Regions from separate parts of the Mus musculus genome. Here region 1 is linked to region 2. Evidence: chromatin contacts called from public promoter capture Hi-C data. All regions are on one chromosome and are shown on one strand. The core of a region is the stretch at or near the end of the contact, and the rest is flanking DNA. Distances in the headings are between cores, read along the strand shown. Region 1 holds the start of Ccdc146 (coiled-coil domain containing 146). Region 2 overlaps Ptpn12 (protein tyrosine phosphatase, non-receptor type 12).

Evidence for each region. Promoter capture Hi-C pulls out the DNA fragments that hold promoters and counts their contacts.
Region 1: a contact with region 2 is called in a promoter capture Hi-C map of the 3T3-L1 cell line, with 5 times the contacts expected there. The contact joins the promoter of Ccdc146 here to the enhancer-like site in region 2. A contact is called at or near these places in 11 of 39 promoter capture datasets (the 3T3-L1 cell line, 3T3-L1-derived adipocytes, the C10 cell line and 5 more), 4 of 484 Hi-C or Micro-C datasets (CD8 T cells, adipose-derived mesenchymal stem cells, embryonic fibroblasts and 1 more), 2 of 115 datasets of contacts at active chromatin or transcription factors (acute myeloid leukemia and memory CD8 T cells) and 1 of 9 other capture datasets (adipose tissue).

What each region holds. Positions count from the first base shown.
Region 1 is chr5:21,422,844-21,429,622 of GRCm38.p6, reverse strand. It overlaps Ccdc146 (coiled-coil domain containing 146), which reads left to right and starts at 4,946. Exons shown (of 19, transcript NM_029195.1): 1 at 4,946-5,058. Fam185a (family with sequence similarity 185, member A) reads right to left here and starts at 4,720. Exons shown (of 8, transcript NM_177869.4): 1 at 4,047-4,720. The coding sequence starts at 4,455.
Region 2 is chr5:21,002,083-21,008,727 of GRCm38.p6, reverse strand. Ptpn12 (protein tyrosine phosphatase, non-receptor type 12) reads left to right here. Exons shown (of 18, transcript NM_011203.3): 9 at 3,313-3,379; 10 at 6,034-6,111; 11 at 6,210-6,305. Among named protein-coding and RNA genes, the nearest start is that of Ptpn12, 51 kb to the left of the region's middle. Within about 2 kb of position 2,822, at least 11 of the 459 cell types and tissues checked have an H3K27ac peak or open chromatin away from gene starts, as enhancers often do.

The sequences.
Region 1 (6,779 bases), core at 3,697-6,196, 420 kb before region 2:
TAGCTGGAGATCAGTGTGGTTTCTTCCTGAAAACAAGAGGTCTTTCCTAAGGCAGCAAGACCAAAGGCAGGGCTGTTCTGACAGTTTAGAGATCATATCTCCTGCCTTGTTCATCTAAAGAGAGGCAATACCACAGGAGGGAAGAAAGGAGCTGAGACGGCCATCCTTGTAGGTAGGTATTCATGTCTCCTGAGGAATATCATAGAAGCCCCATGCAGCAGAAAGAACACACACAAATGAATAAGGATATAACAGTGAACCAGCAAGCCATCAAATATCTGCTGAGTCGGCCAGCCTTGTCCTATATTCCCCTAATTTAAAGAATATAACAATAGTGTAGATCAGTGTATGTGGCCATGACCTAGGCTTTCAAATTCTACTCTAGCCTTTCATAACCCCAACATGAAAATACTTCCACATAACCACATCAGAAGGTACTTGATGTAACTTTTAACAACCAGAACCACTTTTAAAAACTGAGTGATATCAGATAGGGGACAATATCCACTATATATATATAAAGAACTCAAGAAAATGGACTCCAGAATATCAAATAACCCTATTAAAAATGGGGTACAGAGCTAAACAAAGAATTTTCACCTGAGGAATACCGAATGGCTGAGAAGCACCTGAAAAAATGTTCAACATCCTTAATCATCAGGGAAATGCAAATCAAAACAACCCTGAGGTTCCACCTCACACCAGTCAGAATGGCTAAGATCAAAAATTCAGGTGACAGCAGATGCTGGCGTGGATGTGGAGAAAGGAACACTCCTCCTTTGCTGGTTGGATTACAAGCTTGTACAACCACTCTGGAAATCAGTCTGTCAGTTCCTCAGAAAATTGGACATAGTACTACCGGAGGATCCCGCAATACCTCTCCTGGGCATATATCCAGAAGATGTTCCAACTGGTAATGAGGACATGCTCCACTATGTTCATAGCAGCCTTATAATCACCAAAAAGCTGGAAAGAACCCAAGTGTCCCTCAACAGAGGAATGGATATAGAAAATGTGGTACATTTACACAACAGAGTACTACTCAGCTATTAAAAACAATGAATTCATGAAATTCTTAGGCAAATGGATGGATCTGGAGGACATCATCCTGAGTGAGGTAACCCAATCACAAAAGAACACACATGACATGCACTCACTGATAAGCGGATATTAGCCCAGAAAGTTAGAATATCCAAGATACAATTTGCAAAACACATGAAACTCAAGAAGAAGGAAGATCAAAGATACTTCGCTCCTTCTTAGAATGGGGAACAAAATACCCATGGGAGGAGTTACAGAGACAAAGTTTGGAGCTGAGACAGAAAGAAGGACCATCCAGAGACCGCCCCACCCTGGGGATCCATCCCATATACAACCACCAAACCCAGACACTATTGCATATGCCAGCAAGATTTTGCTGACAGGAGCCTGATATAGCTCTTTTTTGTGAGGCTATGCCAGTGCCTGGCAAATACAGAAGTGGATGCTCACAGTCATCTATGGGATGGAGCACAGGGCCCCTAATGAAGGAGCTAGAGAAAGTACCCAAGGAGCTAAATGGGGTCTGCAACCCTATAGGAGGAACAACAATATGAACTAACCAGTACCCCCCAGAGCTGTGTCTCTAGTTGCATATGTAGCAGAGGATGGCCTAGTTGGCCATCAATGGGTGGAGAGGCCCTTGGTCTTGCAAAGATCATATGCCCCAGTACAGGGGAATGCCAGGGCCAGGAAGCGGGAGTGGGTGGGTTGAGGAGCAGGGCAGGGGGGGAGGTTATAGGGGGCTTTGGGGATAGCATTTGAAATTTAAATGAAGAAAATATCTAATAAAAAAAAAGAAGAAAAAACAAAACAAAAAAACCCCGAGTGATAAGGAGAATTAAAGCCACAATATTGTGGATAAATAAGAGTGTATTTAAAGAAAATTTGGAAAATAGGGATTGACCAGGTGGCCTTCTCAGCTGTAATTTAAAGTGTCACTTTAGATATCTCCTTATAAAAACAAAATAATTGCTGGGCACTACAGTGCACGCCTTTTATCTCAACATTTAGGAGGCAGAGGCAGATGGATCTCTGAGTATAAAGTCAGCTTAGTCTACACTGAGTTCCAGGATAGCTAGAGCTCTGTAAAGGGATTCTGTCTCCAAAAAAAAAAAAAAAAAAAAAAAAAACCAGCAATAACAAAATATTAAAGAGTGACTACGACTATGCAATTGCATTAATATTAAATTTCCCTTAAGCTGGAGTACAGAAACAAAAACTACTGTCATGTGACCTTGGTTGATCAAACACTGACCAAAGTCATTTGGTGAAGGAAAGGGTTTATCTCCTAACTTACGGTCCATCACGCAGTGAAGTCAGGACAAACTCAGGGCAGAAACTGAAGAGGAGATCACAGAGAAATACCGCCTTGCTCTCCAGGAGTCTCTCAGCTTGCTTTTTTTTTTTTAATATAACCCAGGGTCAACCCGTGTGGTTGGGCCCTCCCATATCAACCATTAGTCAAGAAATGCTTCTTGATTAATGCAGACTTGCCTACAGGCCAATCTGACAAAGGCATTTTCTCAATTGAGGCTCCTCTCCCAGGTGATTCTAGGTGTGTCGCGCTCACTACAAACTAACCAGCACAATTATGTTCCCCAAAGCGCGTTGTTGGGACCCACTGCCACAACTTTAATCATTACAGTATAAGTGCCCTCCACTGCTTGGCACTGGGTTAAATCAGCAACATGCACTGAGAGGAACTGAGAGTGCATGAAAGCCATGCACTGACACAAGCAGAACTGCCTGCCCACCTGAGCCTTGTCATATGGCAGGAAACAAGGCAGAGCTGACAACTATACAGGTAAGCGAAGGGATGCTAAACACACTCTGTTGCTGGGAAGGAGGGCGGGGAATTAAGGTTAACACAGGAGTAGTAATGGGACATCCACTGGGACACTCTATCACAAGCTGGAGGAACAACTATCAATAAAATCAGCGATGTAGATTTGAGGGGCCTATGGAATCGAGGCAGTACCCTGAAAATAAGCCCCTGGCTTTAAAAAGAAGCAGTGAGGTAATTTGGGATCGCTGGGAGAGGTAATACCCATCTCAGAGAGGCTGTTTTAAGTTTTGCCTCTCTCTCCTTTGACTCCCATTTTATTCTGCACTGTGGTAAAGCCCCACCGGCACTTCAGAGTATTAAAATTTGGAGGCACTGTCTCTTATTCATTTAGGCTAGTTAGAAGTTGAGAAGCAACGAAGCCTAACAGCTCACATCCTAGCCCTGCCTACTTGTATTTAAGGTGGAAAGACACCTAAGGAAGCAAATTTCATAATGTCACCACGCACGGGGCCTTTGTTTGTTCAGTCACAGTATGTATCTTATACTTCCTTTACTTCAATGTCCTCATCTGAAACGGTGACAAAAGCATCCACCCTACCGAGCAACTGTGAGGGTTAATATAAAATAATTTTAGAAGAGGTAAACGGTGCTATTGCTATCATCAGCAACACCATCCTTCAGTTCCAGGAAGAATGAGAGCCCCAGAACCCTTTCTAGAAAAGTATGTGTGCTCAGCGGTTTGCATCTGGGAAATAAAATAACGGGACTCAGATGCCTAAGAAATACGTTTTGCAGGTACTATTATGAATTTCCCCAGACAGTCTTAACTATGTGTCTTGCTTCAAAGTTTGTATTCGCAGAGAATTTACTTATGCCTAAATGAATAGACATCTACCAACCTGGGTACCTGTTGGAAAGCAAGGTTTTTTGTTCGTTTGTTTTTGTTTTTGTTTTTCTAGATTAGCTGGAAGCATCTATACATAGAGCTGACGAGGGACCAGAGCCCCGAGATGTGGGCTACCAAACCACTGGATAGTTATCAAGAAACCTCAACCCTGAACGATGCTAATGACTGTGATGCTAATGGCTCCACAATGTAATTAGACTCAGATTATTCCAATACAAGCTTCCACTCGGCTTTAATTTTCCTCCTTAATTGGAAACCCAACGCTTAAACACTATTAGTTTTGTGACCCAAACCCTTTTTCACTTCACTTGCCAAATTTGACGGGCGCGTTCACCTCCACCGACGCCTGGGGGTCGATGTCGTCCGACAGAATGGCCATCTCCTGCCGATCAGCATCATACTTGACCTGCAGGCTGTCCAGGCCGCGCGCCACGTGCTCCACGCCGCACACCGCCACCTGCACGCGGTCGCCATCCGGGTGCGCAAGGGGATCCAGGGGCCTCACGGCCAGGTGGCAAGGGAGCCGCGCCCTCAGTCGCCCAAACGGGCTCACCTGCAGCGTCCACTCCCTCAGAGCCCCACGCGCCAGGCCGGCCCCAGAGTCATCGGGCGCTGATCCCTGCCGCTGCGCCCCACTGGAGCCGCAAGTCCGAGCCCCGAGAGCTCCGACCAAGGCGCCCGCCCGCACTCGGGACGCGCAAGGAGGGAGGCGGCCGAACATGCTCTCCCTTGGAACGCTTCAGCCTTGGCTCGCTGGTCCCGGGACCACAAGAACCACGAGCTGCCTCGGGTCAGTCACGAAGGGGACAGCATGCACGGCTCCGCCAAGGAAGAACGAGCCAGGCCCCCAGCACAGTACTTAACGCCTTAAATCCCGGTAGGAAAGTTAAAACTTCAAAGAGCCTAGTTGAAACCCTGACCTGGACAAGTCACCTATTTCCGCCCCTTTGGCGGAGGCCATCGGGATATGTAGTTTTAAAGGAGCCAAACATCAAGGTGTTCTGGTAACTGTGAAACTACATATCCCAGGAGACAGTGCGCTGAATACACAGACTGACAGCCGATTGGTAGAGGAGCCCCCGCTCCCCCCTCGTTGCTTTCCCGTTGCTTCAAGCCCATTGGCCAAGAGAGCAGAGAAAGAAAAAAAGTTAATGTAACTGACCAATAGGAAGAGTAGAAGGGACGGGATAAACTCAGCTGTGGTTACTTTGGATACCAAGGACGCGACTCTTAGGAGAGGGTGAAGTTTTGAAGTGAGACCCCAGGGACCAAAACACACGGAGAAAAATAAGAGTTTAAACAAGGATCAGGACCAAAAGAAAGGGTAAGAAACAGCATGTTTATAGATGGGAATCAGATTCAAAGTTAGGAATACTTTCTTTAGGTAGTTAGAACCAAAGGTCACCAAACTAATGTGGATTCCCTGGGAATAGAGAATCCCCCTCACAAGAGACCTTAGCATGAGAGGACAGACACGTTCTGTTGCTTTCTCCCTTCTCTGTCCTTTAAGGGAACTCCCACTTAGGTAAAAAATACTAGATAGAAAAAGTGTTAGAAGCCAGGTATGGTGGCGCACGCCTTTAGTCCCAGCACTCAGGAGACAGAGGCAGGTGGATTTCTGAGTTCGAGGCCAGCCTGGTCTACAGAGTGAGTTCCAGGACAGCCTGGGCTATACAGAGAAACCCTGTCTCGAAAAAGAAAAAAGAAAAAAAAGGAAAAGAAAAAGTGTTAGAATTCTGGCTCTTTCTTAACTGTAAGTAGTAATCTTAGGCCAGTCATTGGATGCCTTTGGGTTTTACTATTTGCTTATAAAATGATGACACTATCTTCCTTGTCTTGTGTAGAAGTTTTTTTTTTCGTTTTTACCACATTTATCAAATGAAACAATGGACAACAAAGCAGTGCACAGTATACAAAACAAAGTATTTTAGGAATGGCATATGTCTACGTTGCTAAGAGATTTGGAGACATTTGAACTTGGTTAGAGGACAGTCTTGATCTCTTTCCCTGCAACTGGTCCTTGGCCTTAATGGTAAAATAAAATCTCTCTCTCTCTCTCTCTCTCTCTCTCTCTCTCTCTCTCTCTCTCTGGATCATAAGACTTGTTAGGGGATGTCAGAATTTTTTCCTGGTCCTGTTGTATTATCTATGGCACAAGAAATGTTTCTTCAGTTTTGATATAAGACAGACTGTGCTAAATAACTCTATAAGTTAACTCTTTTTTTTATTATTCAGTAGGCAGTAAAGATAATGGGAAATGGGGGGTGTGGACATTATTTCAGCCATATTTGCCTATTCTTCTCCCCATTCTACAAATAATTCCCTAAATTCCTTACATACAGATTTAACTAATTGCAAGTCCAGTGTGATGGTGTTCACTTGTAAGTTTTCAGAGTTTGGGAAGCTGAAGCAGAAAGATCTCAAATCTGAGGCCCACCTGGACTATATACGGAGAACGTTGTGACAAATAAAATACACAATAAGTAAATAAAATGATACCTTTAAAGATCAAAACTCTCAGCCAAATATGGGACCCCAATTCTTTGAACCTGAAGTGACAGATGGATAGATAGACTAGGCTAAAGTCCTCCCCAGCGTCCATGTTGTTCTCTTAGTGAAGACTATGGTAGTGGTGGTGGCAGTGACAGCCCTGCCCTGCTGTCAGCCATCTGAGAAGAAGGCCCCTATCCTTGAGGACCTCCACCAAGGTGAAACCTGTCCTTGACTTTGCTGGAAAAAAAATGTTGGGAGAAGCTAATGTGAAAGAGGGTTGATTTAAAATAGATTTTAAACAAGGGTTTAAGAGCACAGGGGTTGCTAGAGGTGACTGATCACACAGGGAGAGAAAGAGACACACCCAAGAGCACAGGTGTAAGCTCCCTTGAGCTTGCCCTAAGTGACTTAGCAGAAGTGCTCCAGAGTCACTCTTTTGCTGACTCTCATGTTATGCCTCAAAGGATTTCTCTAAGAAACTTCTTTAAAACCTTTCTCTTCTTCTTCTTTTTCAATAAGTGAGATTATAGGATTACTCTAGAGATGTCTTGG
Region 2 (6,645 bases), core at 1,573-4,072:
TTTTTTTTCACCTTTTAAGGAATTATGGTGGGTGATATTTATTGTTAAATATTCTAATCTCCCCACTTTTTTTTTTTTTTTTTTTGAGAATTGAAGGCTTATCACTGCATCTTATGTAGGCCAGGCTGGTATCAGACTTATTAAATAGCCAAGGCTATCTTCCTTGCCTCCACTCTTCTGCTTGGATTATAGATGTGTGCTATGATACCTGACATAGCATTTTTGTAGTAAGTTAAATATAAACTGTTGGTATACATTTACTGGACATCTTTATTAAATTGTGCTGTGTAGCATTGCCCAAAGTAATGACCTGCCCCTTAACAGGCTTAAGTTTAGCTATATCTCTGTTAAACTGCTCTGTAAAATGTTTTCACTCTTTCCAGGTAATACTAAGTTCCAATTAGTCTTTGCAAATTTAGTCATGTTGAGACATAAGAAGTCATGTAAACACAGCCTTCAAATTCTGCCATTCTTGAAGGGGTAACTAATTTTGTGTTCCGAGTGCAGGTTAGAGGTTGTGTTAAATAAGAGCAGGTGTTTTTAACTGAGCTCATTGACCTGTTTTTATTGTCTGATTATTTTTCCTACTTATAAGCCATGAAATATTTTAAATGAAAAGCAAAGAAACATTCCAGTTGGAAGGAAGATAGCCTTAATTTTTTTTCATATCTGGGAAATTAAGAATGTGTGCCTAAACATTTATAGGATTTTTATGTCCTTAAATATTGTGACTTCTTTGTTCCCTGTCTCATCTGACAGACTTTCTACTCCAGTAAACTCCGTATTATTTATGATAGAACTAACGAGCTCTGAAACACTTTTCAGAAAGGTTTGTTAATGTTCTGTGGCTTCTTTGAATGACCACTACTCTTTTTTTAAAAGGCGGGGTCTTAATAGCCAAGGTGAGCCTTGAACTTTTACCTCCCCATTCCTAGGATACCAAAGAAGGAAGAAACACCTTACCTAACTTAGTTTTAATGTAAAATTATTCAAAGGCTCCCTAAAGTGGCTCATGCCTATAATCTCACTGCATAGCGACTGTCGGAGCCCAGCCTGGGCCGCAGAGTGAGACTATGTCTCACAAAGACGAAGAGAATTAACAACAATACAATCCTAAAGGAGCAAACCAACAAAAACCCAAAAACCAGGGAGACAGCAAAGGAAACAACTAAGCTAGGTTTTAAACACAGGAAAAATAGCTGCTACTTGAATTGTATGTTTTTTCTATTGCTGTCATAAAATATCATGACCCAAAATAAATTTAAATAAGAAAGGGTTGACTTAGCTTACAGTTTCAGAGGATGAGTGTGCATAATGTTGGGGAATAGCCTCAGCATCAGAAAGTAAGGCAAGGCTAAACCCTGCAAGCCTACCAATATTTGTCCTCCAACAAGGCCCCATTTCCTAAAGGTCTCATGTTACACCAACCTCCTAAAGGGGACCAACTGGGGACCAAGTGTTCAAATGTGTGAGTCTGGAAGACATTACTCATCTAAACCACCTCATCCATGCTTAAGGTCTACATTTATAGTGTATAGAAAAATGTTAGGGAGAATACAACTTTTAAAAGAATAAATGTTGAATCAATCATAAAAATAGAAGGTTCACAGTAGTTTACAGTATAATCATGGTTATATTGTACAGTAATGTATAAGATATTTCAAAACCTAATTTTAGAATTTCACTAGATAAATATGTATGTTTCCAAGTAGTATAAAATTTACTTGATTCCTTAGGCAGTTTTTCTATTTTCTATCTTGATATTTCAAAAGACCTTAGAATCAGAGTTTCTCAAAAATCACACTAAATTTGTCCTGCTAAACTATTTGTATCTGTAATTGAATTTTACTATAAGAAATAAATAAAGAAAACACAGCACGGTAGTTATGCCTGTAATCCCAGCATTCTGGAAACTGAAGCAGGAACATTATGAGTAGGACACCAACATGAGTTCAATTCCCAGCAACCACATGGTGGCTCACAACCACCTGTATTGAGATCTGATGCTCTCTTCTGGTGTACTCATATAAATAAAAATAAATCTTTAAAAAAAAAAGAGAGATTATTGGTTAATTACTTTTTTAAAAGGTTGATTTATTTCAATTTTGACTTTTCTTACCTAACTGGTGTCTTTTGATTAGTAAAGAGAGCTGCCTCCAGGAGAATTGGTTTGCTGGTAGATATACAGAAACCATCTAACAAATTACTAGATTAAAACAATCTTTTCATAGTTAATTAATGGTGGTCAAAAAAGAAAGCTTTTGTTCTGATATTGAAAGATAAAGAAATGGTTTAACTTGATTTTTTTTAACAACTTGTTTGAAATTATTTCCTGTTCCATCCTGTTATTCAGCCAATAACTATAATTCATAAGTCTATTTCAGTAGGGTTTTTCTAGTTTTAAAAATTATTTACAGGGTGGTGATGGTGGTGCACACCTTTAACCCCAACACTTGGGAGGCAGAGGAGGATGGATCTCTGAGTTTTGAGGCTAGCCTAGATAGACTACAGAAAGAGTTCCAGGACAGCCAGGGCTTGCTACACAGAGAAACCATGTATGGGGGAAAAATGATGATTTAATGCTGTTAGAAGACAGTGTGTTAACTGAAGTAACTTAAAAGCACATCTACAAAAGGAAAGAAAACGTACCCATTTAATATAAAGTGTGTTTGTTGGGATCTTAAAACCTATCCCCAGCTGGCTGGGACCTCAAGTACTCATGCCTCAGTCTCTGAAGTGCTCGTCACCATAGGCAGGCCTCCCACACCCAGCTCTAGAGCGAGCATACTTCACAAGAATGCTTCCTTCCATTTAATTAAAGTCGTTGTAAAAACAGTGTAGCTTCAGCGTGTTCTGCTGGAGCCCAGCCCGGGTTTGTCAGCTGCCTTTGTGTATGGACTTGGGTCACTAAGGTCACTGCTGCTTCTCTGAACTGATCCTACACTTGAGGCTTTCTCTCCCATACCTACTACAATTTACTGGGTCTTCTTGACCAAAACAGTAAAGCCATTGTGAGCATTCTATTATGCTTATAACTATTGAGAATAATTTTATCTCTACAGGGGGTTACTGGCGAGAATTAGACTTATGGGGGTAAGGGTTTACAGGTTCTTTGTGAGGCACTTACTTTTATAAATTGCTGAATTACATTTTTAAATATCAAATATTAATGTTAAGGATGGTACTGTACTCTAATTTGTATTTGATTTACTATGTAGAATTGTATCAAATTTCTTATTGGGGTATAATTAGCATACCTTTTATTTAAAGAAAAAAACAACAAATTTTTTTTCTCAAACTTTGTTCCCTTAGTGCAGGCTGTGGACGAACAGGTGCTATTTGTGCCATAGATTACACGTGGAACTTACTGAAAGCAGGGGTAAGAATGCCTTTTATATAGTATCATATTCAGTTTATTGTTATGTTAAATTTATAGTGTAGGTTTTTTGGTTTTTGGTTTGTTTTGGTTTTTTAGATATACTATATTTCTAGAATTAGTCTTACCATATAAAGAGCAATGTGGGTAAGTGTAAATGTTACAGCTGCCTTGAAACTATGAACTGCAAACCAGGGTGGGGTTTGTTTTCCACTGAGTGAATTCTTTCATGTGTAGTGTTTAAGAGTGCTGACCCCAGGGCCAAAGTGCCTAGAATCAATTCTGGGCTTGTAGTTCACTACCCATGGCATTTTAGTTGTGACAGTTGCTGTCAGCATTGTAGTTTCTACCTGTTATTTCCATTAAATTGTGTTTGAAACTGTGGAAGACACAAGGATCAGAGTCCCTTCTCTGAATGTGTATGTGTATGTTTCTTGTATATGTTTCTTTTGCTAGTTCTATACTATGTTCATTTTCTCTGTGTTATAGGCAAACTTTATCTTTCATAGCTTGAAATTTGCTATGAATATGTCAGTCAGCATTTTGTTAAAAAAAAAATAGGTTCAATGCTTAGTTTTCCTTTTACATCATCTTTTTCCCCCTACCATTGCTGTCCATCTGTCCAAGTCTCCTCTCCCTCCCCACCCCCCCAAGGCAAGAGCAAGTTTTAAATAATTCTTAAATAATCTCTCTGGGATAAAACTTCATTTTTATATTCCCCTAAGACTAATCTTTTTCTAATATGAAACGTTTTTCAATGAAAAAAATTGACTAGACTGCGCTCTTCCCAGTTGTTTATGTTTGGTTGGTTGGTTGGGGTTCTTTGCGGGGAAGGGGGATGAAACACAGGGTCTCACTATTTGGTTCTGGCTTCAGAGACAGACAGACAGACAGAGGCAGAGAGACCAGGCTGACCTTGAACTCAGAGATCCTCCTGCTTCTGCCTCCCAAGTTTTTGGATTAAAGGAATGTGACACTGTGCCTGTATCTCATTTGTAACATAAAAGTAAGAAATTACAGGACTAGATTGATGACCTAGCAGTAAAGAGCACTTCCTGCTCTTGCCTGGGACCAGAGGTCAGTTCCAGCACCCACACCATGACACATCCTGAAACATAACTTTCAGGATAGCCAAGGCCTTCTGACCTCTGCAGGCAAGCATCTGGTGCACATACATACTTATATATGTAGATAAAACACATAGAAATATATATGTACTTGGGAGAGGATAGTGCTTAGACAGGGCTTCACTGTAGCTTTGACTGTTGTAAAATTCTGTAGACCAGGCTGGCTTCGAACTCACAGATTCACCTGGCTCTGCCTCCCACGTGCTGGGATTAAAGGCGTGCCGCACCACCTCACAGCATAAATGAATATTTTTAAACTCCAAAACTAAAACTGGAAAAGGAAGAGATAGAAAAGGGAGAGATATTAAAATACTAGCAAACAAAATTTGGGAAAAAGTTTCAGAATATTTTAAGTATTTGTTTGAAACATCACTAAAGTTGTTTATTATAGTCCCCACTTGATTGAATTTATCTTAACATAACTATAAACCTAGAGCTTAGCTGGAACTGGATATAAAAATGCTTTTTAGCCGGGCGTGGTGGCGCATGCCTTTAATCCCAGCATTCAGGAGGCAGAGGCAGGTGGATTTCTGAGTTTGAGGCCAGCCTTTTCTACAGAGTGAGTTCCAGGACAGCCAGAGCTATACAGAGAAACCCTGCCTCGAAAAACCAAAAAATAAAAAAATAAATTAAAAAAAATGCTTTTAATGTCTCTCGAGACTACAGCTTAAAATCATTCTTTGCTTGTCAGTCTTCCTCATGGCTCCAGAATGTTTCTCTCAGACAACCAAATCCTACTCACTTCTTCCTGGTTCAGACTGCCGTCTTTCCTGGAGTAGAGTTGGGAGGTACAGACATACCTCAGTGTGGACTGGATACGCTGTGCGTGTGTCTTTACAGAGACGAGCCTGCGGGTCTGCCTTAGCTCTTTCACTTGTGTCGTGCATGGCCGTGGCCAAGGACACAGAGGCCTAGAAAGTAAAGTCAAATTCTTTATCTTAGGCTTTATCCATATTCAACGTCTTAGTTCTCCGAGTAATCAGTTTCCCATGATTTTGTCAGAATAACCTTTTATTCACACTTATGTGTTCATGTGCGTGTCAGTATGGTGTGTGTATGTGTTCATCTGTGCACTGGTATATGCACCAGCAAGTGGTGGTCAGAGGTTGACTTTCTGGCTCTTTTACACCATAGTTTCTGTGTTAATGTCTCTTGGTAAACTAGCACTGGGGTTTCAGGCCCCAGCGCCACACCAGCATTTATGTCAGTTCTGTGGAACTGCAGCCAGGTCCTCATACTTATTTACATGAGCACTTCCCTGACTTGAGCCGTCTTTCTCACCCCTTCAGAACTGTGTAATTTTTCCCCCACCTATCAGTTTTTTGTGGTCTCTGTGTTTCCTGCATGGGCTAGTCACATTCTGCTGCGTGATTCTGAGGACCGGATACGTGCATCTGCAGCACTGTCTGTCTTTGTCTGATAGCTAGAGCGCAGTAAATACTTGCAGTTATCCAGCCTGTATCTAAGGTCTGTGTGAAAACTTGGAGGGTATTTTACTATTTTCTGATAATGTTATATTCTTTGTTTTAGAAAATTCCAGAGGAATTTAATGTATTTAATTTAATACAAGAAATGAGAACACAGAGGCACTCGGCAGTACAAACAAAGGTAGAGTTGGTTTTTCTCTTTGTAAGTTATATTTTTGTAAGTGTTTCTCCTTGGATGCTCCTCACTGTCTCGTACTTTATCATTTCTCTTTATAATAGGAGCAGTATGAACTTGTTCATAGGGCTATTGCTCAACTGTTTGAAAAACAGCTACAACTGTATGAAATTCATGGAGCACAGAAGATCGCTGATGGTGTAAGTGTTCTTGGCTCACTAGCCTTGGCAGACTTGCGATCTTGTGCTGTAGGTGGGTGAGGTGGTCTGAAAAAGGAGTTTCGGTTTGGGGTTTTTGGGGAGGTGGAGCTGGGGGTTCAAGACAGGGTTTCTCTGTATAGCCTTGACTATCCTGGAACTCAACTCTGAAGACAAGGCTGATCTTGAATTGAGAGATCCCCACCTCTGCCTCCCAAGCGCTGGGATTAGGCGTATGCAATGACTGCCTGGCTCACAGGAGTTAACTTTTATCTGATGTGGGTCACTAACTCACTTTACTTTTTATCAGTTACGGTCCAGAGTTAGTGATTCAAACTGAATA